Regions from separate parts of the Cricetulus griseus genome. Here region 1 is linked to region 2. A link is a contact called in public Hi-C data. All regions are on one chromosome and are shown on one strand. Each heading gives the region's core, a stretch centred on a gene start, on an enhancer-like site or on the middle of the called end of the contact. The rest is flanking DNA. Distances are from core to core; before and after follow the strand shown. Region 1 overlaps Oxct1 (succinyl-CoA:3-ketoacid coenzyme A transferase 1, mitochondrial). Region 2 holds the start of Fbxo4 (F-box only protein 4).

What was found. A called contact is a pair of places that touch in the nucleus more often than the background predicts.
Region 1: a contact with region 2 is called in a Hi-C map of liver, with 3 times the contacts expected there. The contact joins the enhancer-like site here to the promoter of Fbxo4 in region 2. A contact is called at or near these places in 3 of 8 Hi-C or Micro-C datasets (the CHK-Q cell line, the CHO-K1 cell line and liver).

What each region holds. Positions count from the first base shown.
Region 1 is chr2:338,251,846-338,257,003 of CriGri-PICRH-1.0, forward strand. Oxct1 (succinyl-CoA:3-ketoacid coenzyme A transferase 1, mitochondrial) reads left to right here. Exons shown (of 17, transcript XM_027401378.2): 4 at 4,993-5,128. Among named protein-coding and RNA genes, the nearest start is that of Oxct1, 17 kb to the left of the region's middle. Within about 2 kb of position 2,481, at least 1 of the 6 cell types and tissues checked has open chromatin away from gene starts, as enhancers often do.
Region 2 is chr2:338,187,521-338,193,327 of CriGri-PICRH-1.0, forward strand. It overlaps Fbxo4 (F-box only protein 4), which reads right to left and starts at 1,814. Exons shown (of 7, transcript XM_035440589.1): 1 at 1,547-1,814; 2 at 334-515. The coding sequence starts at 1,729. It overlaps C2H5orf51 (UPF0600 protein C5orf51 homolog), which reads right to left. Exons shown (of 5, transcript XM_027401381.2): 5 at 5,620-5,807.

The DNA of each region.
Region 1 (5,158 bases), core at 1,231-3,730, 65 kb after region 2:
TATCCATTTTGGTTTACATTAACACTCTATAGAGTTGTGGCTTTTAGAGTTTTTTTAAACTCCTAAAATGTCTGAAGTCCTATAAAATTCAGTTTTTTTTTTTCTTTAGAAATTCTAGAAATAGAGAATGTTGGCTCCTGATGGCAAGCAGTGCCACCTGTTGGAGAGTCTATCAGCATCACCTTCAGTATTAAGGCACACAAAGGCTTTTCATACAGGATTTCTGTTAGAAATGCTGTGTTTCCCATTTGCCAACGGGCACACATCTTCAGTCTTTATATCGTGAGCGCTTAGATTTTAGGGATGTAGTTTACTCATTTTTTAATCATCAGTGATGATACTATTATATCAAACAAACTTATTTGATGAGTTTGTGAATTAGAGACACCATAGAAATACACATTCTCATGATAAGCTATCTATCTAGCAGATTTTTCAAGGCCAACACTAACTCTTTTTCTGGCCCAATTTTCCAGAGTCTTAGGCATTGCCTGGTTGCTATGCCAGGAGACAACTAAAACAAAGGGCAAATACATAGTCAGCCCCAGAGCCAAGATCAACAAATACAGAAGGTCATCCTTAAATAGAGCCAGGTTAAAATGTGTAATGTGTTGCAAAAATAAACAAAGAGGTATGAAAGAGTGGTCAGAAAAATTTCCAAGTCAATGAATGACTAACTATGTTCTTTTTTTTTTTTGGAATGGACTCTGTAGGCTTGGAGGTAGCTTCAGATATTTAAAACTACAGAAAACAAATGGCCTGTATCCACCTTTATGGGTTGTTTTATGATGATGATTTTATTAGTCATAGCTCTGGATATTATCACTGGTAATTGAGGACCTTACCAAAGGGACTCCTTTAAAAGGACTGATTATAGCTAAAGAAAAACAACATGACCTTTAAGTAACCCTGGAGGGAAAGCAGAGAGGTACTGTTGCCATCAGCCCTCACATAGGAGCCCTTAAGAGAACCAGTGTTTAGGAGTTTTGTAAATAGAAGGGAAGACAGCCTGAGGACTACAGATCCTGACATCACTGTACTCTGGACCTCACCCCTGATAGTGCATGCCCCTTGGCCCAGCCCTAGCAGAAGTCAATGCAGGGGAGCTCCTGGTTCAAGGCATAGGCTGGATACCAAACAGACTGGAAGCTAACTGTGGATTGTCAGGGACAAGTGATTGTGCTGGTCAGCTTTGACTGTCACTGTCAACTCATCACCACCTAGAATTACAAGGGGGAGAGAATCATCCCCTCCACAGCCCCCTCCCCCAGACAGGGATTCTCTGTATAGTCCTGGCTGTCCTGGAATTCAGGTGGCCTCAAACTCAGAGATCCACCCGCCTTTGCCTCCTGAGTGTTGGGATTAAAGGCATGTGCCACCACTGCCCAGCCTAGGGAGAGACTCTTAGTGAGGAATTATCTAGATCAGTTTGGACTGTGGGCATATTTTTGAGGGATTGTTTTGATTGGGTGAAGACACACCCCATGGTGGTGGTGCCATTTCATAGTCAGGGGTCATAAAGCATATAAGAGGAGAGAAGAAAGCTAGCTGAGAGCAAGCAAGGATCCTTCGTTTACTCCTGTTCTTGGCTGTGGATGTGTGGATATGAGGCTTCAATTTCCTGTTTGGTCTTTCCTGTGGTAATGGACCATAACCTGGAATTACAAGCTAAATAAATGAACACTTTCCCCTCTATGTTGCTTTTTGTCTGGCTATTTAATCACAGCTGTAGAAATGAACCTAGAATAGTTCATTCCTGTTAGAGAAGCTCTGGCTGGGAGGGGCAAATGGAATGCAGCAATAAATTCTTTTAACAAGTGCTCCCCAAGTATTTCTGCAGTCCTCTTTATGTGCTGTATAGCTGACAGGTGCTTGGGATGCAGAAGGGAAAGAAAAGAACAAAAACCAAAAAACCACCACCATCACACCACACCACCATACCACCACACCGCCATACCACCACTCCATCACCACTACCACCCCACCACCCCATCACTCCACCACCACCACCATCACACCACACCACCTCCACCAAAACCAACAGCAGGGCCCTTGTCACAGACTTTCTTCTGTTTGGGAAAGACAGATAATAGGTAGTCAGCATAAAAAATGGGCACATTTTCTAACACATTAGAACATTATGTAACCTGGAAAAAAGAAAAAGATCGAGCAAGAAGATTGGTACACTCCCAGTAGAGAGGCAGCTGTCAGTCATCAGTGCAGTGGTCAGAGTGGCATGAAGGTAGGTAGCATCTGAACCCACATGAAGGAAGTGGGCTGAGGGAGGAGCTCTATGGAGGGAGTTTCAGAGACAGTGGAAAGCCAGTGCAAAGGCCCTTAGGGAAACATTCCTGGCATGGCTAGGGGAGCCAAGAGGGCAATAAGGAGGTAGAGAAGTGGGCAGAGAGCCTAGAAGGAATGAGGCCATGCAAAGAGTGGGCCTTGTGGGCTGCTCTAGAGCTCTTTGCTTTGTTATGAATAAATAATGCCTTGCAAGGTTTTGAGCATAGCAGAGCCCTGTTCTCTCAGTTCTGTGTTTTATAAGGTGTTACTTGGCTGCCGTGTTCGAGGTGTGTTGTAGGGACAGAAGCAGAGGCAGACGAGGGCCCTCTGGTGCCCAGGAAATGAGGGTGAGGGATGGTTTGATCATTGAACAGTTTTGGAGTCAGGATGTCCTGATAGGCTTGGTCGGGAGAGTGAAAGACCACTTCTCTAATTTTGTCCTGCTCATTTCTAAGGAGAGAACTGCTCTTAGGCATGCCTGGATAGGCTGAAAGAGAAGCTAAATTTGGAAGAGAATTGCTAACCTGAAGTGGGGCCTGGGCCTTAGGGGCAGGCTAGAAACAAACAAATGAGGAAGGGTCTGGGGAAAAGAGGAGGAGGAAGAAGAGGAGGAGGGAGGAAGATGGAGGGAGGAAGGAGGAGGGATGAGGGAGGAGAAGGAAAACAGGAGGGAAGCAAGACTAGAAAGCCTTTCTCACTAGAAAGACAGCATCTTTAGTTATATGGAGACCTCTAGTGGAAAAGTATATTATTAACTACTTTAACTTTGAAGTAGTTTTCAAAGCAGGATTCATTCTGGGCAGTGGTTCACTTATTGTGTTTCATACTTAGCTGAAGACTGGATAGATGAGAAGCCAAAGACCTGCAAACTTCCCTCTGTGTCCTAAGCTAGGTGAAGTTAACCTTGTGTGTGATTTCACTCACAGACTTCATTGGAGCCCATTAATGGAAACTGACCAGGTGGAAAAAGTACATGCTACTTAGCCTTTAATGTTCTTTTGGAAAAAAGATACTCAGTTAGGGTTTCTATTGCTCTGAAGAGCCATCATGACCATGGCAACTCTTCTAAAGGAAAACATGGAATTGAGGTGACAGCTTCCAGTTTCAGAGGCTTAGTCCATTATCATCAAGATGGGACATGGAAACATACATGCTGGTCCTGGTCCTACATCTTGTAGGCAACAGGAAGTAGACTGAGTGTCACACTGAGCAAAGCTTGAGCAAAAGAGACCTCAAAGCCTGTCCCCAAAGTGACACACTTCTCCAACAAGGCCACACCCACTTTAACAAGACCACACTTCCTAGTAGTGCCACTCCCTTTAGGGGCCATTTTCCTTCAAACCACCACAGATACTAAATACAAACAATATACATATTTGTATGCCTCTGGCGGATAGGAAGCAAAGGTTACTGAATGATTAACAGTTTCTTGTTATCTACACACTTTGAGGGATATGGTATGCAGGATGCTGTGGGAAGGTGAGACAAAAGGTTTCAATTAGGAAGGAGCCATGTGAGCTGGAATGGGCACCGATAAGCTTGATAACAGTGGAGGCAGGTGGTTGCTGAAAGAATATTAGTGGTTTGTCACATAGGCTGCCATACTTAACACCTTTGCTTGTCAAAACATATGGGATGTCTCTAGTGGTTAAGATTCATTTCCTCTAGCTCATTCTTCTGTTAGGTTCCATAGTCAAAGCTAAAATTCTGCAGGGGGTCTGTCTACACCATGGCAACCCATCTTTCGGATGAACCGTCTCCCAGTGCCTCTTCTCCATCCCCGTGGCCTCCACTTTAATTCAGATACTCAGCATTGTTTGGACCATGCCAAGCTTTTAATTGACTTCATTGTATAGCCTATCACCTTTCAGCAGTGCTCATCATCTCCTGTCCTTCAGGATGAAGTCCTTCAAGGCAGATCACGATCAGGTCCTCCTCCCAGTCCTGCCTCCAGAGCACATCTGTTCACGCTGAGCTCTGAGGAAGATGCCTCAGGATCTCCATCTCTTACTGTGTTCTCAAACTCCGTTTCCCTTCTGCTCCCATCTATTTTCACCTTCTGTATGACCTTTTCCCCTCATCTGGACTCTCTTCCCTCTTTCTGTCACCAGTTGGGTCCTCCAACTTCTATGTTCTCATCACATACTGTACAGACACCACTTAGCACATCCCTCTGTGTTAATTACAGACTTATTCTTTATTTCCTCTGAACTCTCAGAACTACACAGGGCCCAGGGCCAGGCCTTCTCATGGCTGTAGCCCCAGAAGCTGACATCCCATCTCTAGTGTAGAGTAAGCATTCAGTATGGGATTGCAGGATGAGTGAATTTTGCAGACAACACAAGCTGTGGGAGGAGCAGTTAGAACATAAAGCGAACAGCTGGGAGGAAACACAGGCTCCTGTATCTAAGAGAATTGCAGGGTCTTTCTTATTGTAGTTTCATTGTCCTCCCCCCTTTGGTTTTTCGAGACAGGGTTTCTCTGTGTAGCTTTGGAGCCTATCCTGGCACTGGCTCTGGAGACCAGGCTGGCCTCGAACTCACAGAGTTCCACCTACCTCTGCCTTCCAAAGAATTCTTTAGAAGAAGAGATTTCTTTCCCTCCGAGTTATTAAAGTTTCAGGTCTTAAAAAAAAAAAAACAACAACAAAATGTGTGCTAACATTGTTCTGTAGATGATCTCATGATTATCAACTTTCTTTCTATTTAGGGTTGACAACTTTGGCCTGGGTCTTTTACTTCGATCCAAACAGATAAAACGAATGGTCTCTTCATATGTGGGAGAAAATGCAGAATTTGAGCGACAGTACTTGTCAGGAGAATTAGAAGTGGAGTTGACCCCTCAGGTGAGGAAATGCCTCTGATTTGTTTCACAG
Region 2 (5,807 bases), core at 564-3,063:
CATTCCTTCTCTGATTACAAAAAGGCATTTACAATTTAACAAAACAAAACAAAAAAATATTAGAAAGATTGGGAGAATTTTAAGAAATGTCTTCTTTCTTGCCAAATGTACCACAAATAATTAATTGAAAACTGGTTAGTCATCACAGGAAAATGCAAAAGGTTAAAGCTGTAAGGGTCTTATGAGAAAAGTCAATTAGCTGAATCCATAATTGTATCAAGGGGGCATTCAGACAAATTCCGTGCAACAAATTAATAGCAGGGTGAGAACTAATGTGGGCTATTTAGTGTAAAATTTAGTATCTCTTGTTAATTCACAGAAATTAATACTTACACCTCCATGTAATCAAAACGCGTGCTGTCGGTGACCTCAGATATGGGCTTTTTTAAGATCTCTAGATCCGGAAGTGACTTCCAATCAACAGAAGACCAAGAAGGGAGATCCCGCAGCAGAAAATATCTCCAGAGAATTGGGTCTCTTACGGTTTCATTCCAGTAACGATTTGTACTTCCCAACTGGCACAGATCATGGGGTGAAAGAAATGACAAAATATACAGCTGTACATCGATCTGAAACAGGCAAGTAACACATAAGAAAAGTGAGCAATTTGTCTTGGAAGACTGTGGCAACTTAGATAATCAACAAAGAATTGCTATACTAAAGACCAACTGAATGGGTCATTCTTTCTACTATTTAAATCCATTTTATTTTTCTTTCATCCAGAGAAAAATAGAAACTCAACATTTTAATTCCTACCACATATGAAACGTTCTTCAAAGCCCCAAGGCTTCGTCTTCCTATTTTTCAAGCAAAATAACCACTTCCTTATTTTTCTTCCCTTGGGTATTTTGATATAGCAGATAATTAATAATTTCTTCCTCAAAATAAATGTGCATCGAGTGGAAATTTTTCTGATTTTATCACTAGATCAAATGAAAGCGTGTGAATCTGTCATCTGAATTTCTCTAGTCTATTAACCTGTTTCAAGGGATACAGGCAAGAAACGTGTGTGTGTGTGGGGGGATCATTAAGGAATGAATATCAGTGGGACGTACCAATAATTCAGCTGAGATAAAAGAAATGTAATAATCAACAATGGGTAATCTCTTCATTTTCTGATCTTTCTCTGAAACTTTAAATAACATGCACTCTCTTTGTGACCTGTTCTAACTTGAGGCCCTGGTAACTTTGCTTATTTCCAATTACATGGCAGTTTTGTTGTTTAGTATATAGCAAACTTGCTTGCTCCAGGCAACCTCCTAACTGGAATATACTGAGCCTGGGCCTGAAGATAAAATGTGCAGAACAGAGACAATGGAATGCTTTCCCGATCTAGCCCATTTCCTTAACCAGATTCCCGGATAATCCTATTTGGACGACTGGCAGTCTGTGGGAGAACTCGGTGGTCACTAGTGTCTTGTCTGGCTGGAGGCCACCAAGAGTCAACGTCCAGGCGACTGTGGCTGCTGCCCCTCAGGGCGAGCACACAGCCGGAAGTGGCAGCCGGGCGGCCCCTCTGCGCGGCCTGCGGTCTGGGCTGGCTCACCGGCAGCCGCCTCAGCGCGCTGGTGTCCTCCTCCGCCTCCTCCTGGGAGACCGTCCGCGTCGCCCGCTCTTTGCCCACCGAATGCCAGAAGGTCCTCCAGCCGCTCAGGATGGCGGCCTCCAGGCGGCTCCAGTCGCTGGCGGGCGGCGGGGAGCCGGCTCTTCCGGGCTCGCTTCCAGCCATGGCCGCTGTCGCCGCGCGACCCAGACCGCCTCACGGGCTTCCTGGCCGCTCGGCCTCCGTCTCCGCCTCCGCCTGCCGTGCTGGGCCGAGCCGGGCTGGCCTACTGGGCGCGGTTCCGGGCCGAGATTCGCGCCAACCATCGCTCACCCACTCACGGGTGCTGGCCATCGCAGCCAGCAAACTCACCACTGCCGGAAACCCTCTGGCCCCGGAATGACTGCCCCCCACCCTGTGTCCCTTACCCCAGACTATTGTCCTCTCTGTCCCTGGCTCTGTTCACTTCAAGGACCTAGGAGCGATGGCTTGTTGAATAACCCCCTTTTCTGTGATCTTGGTCCTAATTACACTTGCTTCCCCTTAAGAATTAGGTGTAAGCCTGCTGTGTGTGTGTGCATCTGTGTTCTGGGGTCACCTATCTACCGCTTTCTTGGAGTTTAGTAAAAACTAAGCCTATGGAGACTAAGGAATCCGTGGAACTCAAGTTCTCCATGAAGCCACATCTGTGTTAAAGATATTGCAGGATGTGTGGCACTGGCTCACTCGCACATCCTGCTTTGGAGAACGAGAAGGTATTGTAGATGAAGAGCCAAAACTGACTCAAGCACTGTCCTTTTAATAGCTCTTTACCTTCAATCTCTGCATTTGGTCTAACTTCATCAGGAATATTAGGTAAAACTTGTGGTTAGTAAGCTTAGCAAACACCCAGTGTTTATAAATGTTCTAAGATTTATTTTAACTATATATATGTGGGTATTTGCATGAACATGCAGGTTCCTGCAGAGGCCAGGGCACACATTGCCTAGGGCTGGAATTACACAAAGTTGCTCCACCCACTCAGGTCTTCTGTAAGAAGAGTGCATGCTCTTAACTGCTGAACCATCATCTCTCCAGCCCCCTTTACTTAAATAATGTAACATTTAAAACTCAGAGAAGATTCATCCAGTTTGATCTAGGCTGTCTACATAATGCCTCCATCAGGGCAGGTGGTGAATGTCTTTGATTTATGGCCTTTGCTATTTTGCCTCAAAAAAGCACCCAATCATTGGGTATTTTATACCAAAATGGTGAGTTTAGGCCTACTACAAAAATTTAACTACACTAAAAAATTGTTCAATGATCTATCATAAAAAACAGGATGGAAAAAAATTTGATAGGAAAACAGAATGTGGCATTCTTAAAAGTAACTAATGAATTTTTAACCTTTCAAAAAAGCCATGACTATTCTGCTCACTTTGATAGTAAAAGAAATTTAAGAAACTAGAGGTAGACTACAAAACAAAACAGTATTATATAGCACTGGATATAGTTTCTTTAGGAAAGACGCAAATACCTGTTTGGTAGCATGTGTCAAGCATTTTCAAGTAGATTATCTCCATCTAATCCCAAAGTCCATTTCAAATCTAGACTTGTCTCAGGGGATACTTTGACTTAATATTCTCATTTTAATTATTTAAAATCTTTTAAGAATATTTAGTAAGGACCAAAACATGTTACACTGCAGTAAGACAAATAACTTTTAACTTTCCAATCAAAATAACCTAAAGGTGTAAAATCCTGCTCTTGAGAGCAAGCATGAGAGGTGGATCCCACATAATTTAAAGTCATTGTCAACCTATAACTGCTTACCATTCCAAGACACAGAGCTATATTCTTTTTTAGTGAAAAACATTTAAAATTTATGATCTTGTACATACAATTAGTTTAACTTCTATTGTCAAAATGTTTTCCTGCATCTAATCCATAGGATGTTTAAAAATTAATCCCATTTTATAATCTTCAAAGTAGAAGGCAAGGTCCATCCACATCCTTATAAATATTAAATCTTTAAAGAACACACGAGGCTACAGGAAATAGTTGCTAGTATATAAACATTAAAATAATAGATACTTAACAATATATGCCAGCATGTAACAGTACTTACTGCTCAGTAGTAAACCCTAAATACTTTTCAATAGAACCCTTCATTCAAAAGGGAATACCAAAAGATCTAAATGACAAGGAACAGAAATTCAACAAAGCTTGATGCTGGGGCAACTGAGGCTCCATGGGAATCTAATTTTACAATGATTATTATTCCATATGCCATTGCTAGTAGTGAATAGGCCAACAACGGGCTCAGGTAAACAGGAAAAGGGGTAAAGTCTCAAGAATTAAGTTCTTATATGTCATTTCTTACCCCTAAGTTGTGTTTTATTTTCAGGGAAAGAAAATAAGCACAAGAAAGTATCAGTTATGAAGAAATGAAATGCCGCTGCCTCTTATATTACAAGGAAATGAGAATTGTTTATTGAATGAAGAAGTCAGCTTCATTATGGAAATATTTATTAAAAATAAGATTGAGGGGGTAGAGAGATGGATCAATGGTTACTAGCTCCTCCCACTCTTGCAGAAGGTGGGAGTTGGAGTCCCAAAACCACATCAGGTGACTTCAAACCCCCTGAAACTCCAGCTCCACAGGATCAGAAGCCTCTATCCTTCGTGAGTCATGTGCACAGAAACACACCATTTAAACATTCTTAAATAGAATATTGAAAGTCAGAAAGATTCAATAATTTATATAGAGTCACAAGGAAATGGCAGGGTTGTGATTTAATTCAGGCCTTCTAGCTCCAGAACTCACAATCTAAATCATTATGCTAACCTGTCTTCAAGTTATTAAGACCAGAAAGGAAAAAAAAAAAAAAAAAGCATTCAGAAATTAAGATAGCAAACTGAGAGGAAATCTTTTTATTCTGATGCAAAAATAAAATATTAAAGAAAACAAGAAACAAGTAGGGGAAAGTGATTTTATTTTATTAATCATATGTTCCAAAACACTGTAGTTGAAAAATGTCACTAAAAGTTGCAAAAACAGAACTACTAAACACCAGCATAAGTACATAGTGAATACTTCAATTCCAGCTATATTAAGCTCATGTTAATACTTCCATAATGTATTTTTTTATAGTAAAAGAACTCAGGGTAAGTAATACTAGAGAACTATGGGATCCTGGATTCTGTGGCAGATGGGATATCCTCATGGAGTTACAAAAGGGGCCCTAGAAGATGAACCAAGGAAACAAGCAATCTAAAAGTAGACCATGTTAGTATGGGTTTTCAAAGTGTCATGAAGCTAACTCTGAGAACACCTTCAGATACAGCTCTCACACTTTAACGAATATCAGAGCACTGACCACAAGACTGTAAAGCTAGGAATGTAACTTGGTGGTGTGCTTTTAGTCATAACTCTGATCCGACTCTACTATATGCAAAACAAGGGAATGTCATGGTATGTGCCTTAACATCAAACAATGCACAGGAGTCAGAAAGCCTATAAACACCGAGACAGTCTCTTCAGTCTTTTTTGTTTTTGCTTTTTGAGCAGGTTTTCTCTGTGTAACAGTCCTGAAACTTTCTTTGTAAACCAAGCTAGCCTCAAACACACAATCAAGTCTTAAATCCCAATCCATATCTGATGGGGGAAATACTTCTGTGTATGTTTATAAATAAAGTACTTGCTTGGCCAATGAGACAGCAGGTTAGGCTGGACTAGGAGTCAAAGAGGATTCTGGGAAATGTAGTAGAGAAGTGGTGTTCCAGACAGGAAGTGACATAGCAAGGAGACTCATATTTAAGAAGAGGAAAAAGGAAGTGTTGCGCTCTTTCCCCTCGGCTCCTGCTCCAGCGGCAAGATGTGATCCACCAGCTAGGAGGGACGCCAATAAGGCGTCCGATAAGATAAGTCTTATAAAATATATAGATGTATGATGATTGATACTGAGCTAACAGATGAGAATCCTAGTCATTGGCCAAGCAGCATTGTAACTAATACAAGTCTCTCTGTGTATTCATTTGGGCCTAACTTGGGCAGGCGGCTGCCATAAAGCTTACACGTGGCGGTGGGGCTCAGCGGCTTTTGGCAGAAAGATTTATCGTAACACATATCAGAAAATTCATACTGAGTAAAGAATGATAAACATTTAAGGGTTGTGGAAAATCCTATAGCATTTTACATCTTAGTGAATAGCAGAGAATTCATACTGAAGATAAAGTGTTTTCAGTAGAAGTAGGAAAACAAAAACTACTGAACACCAGCATG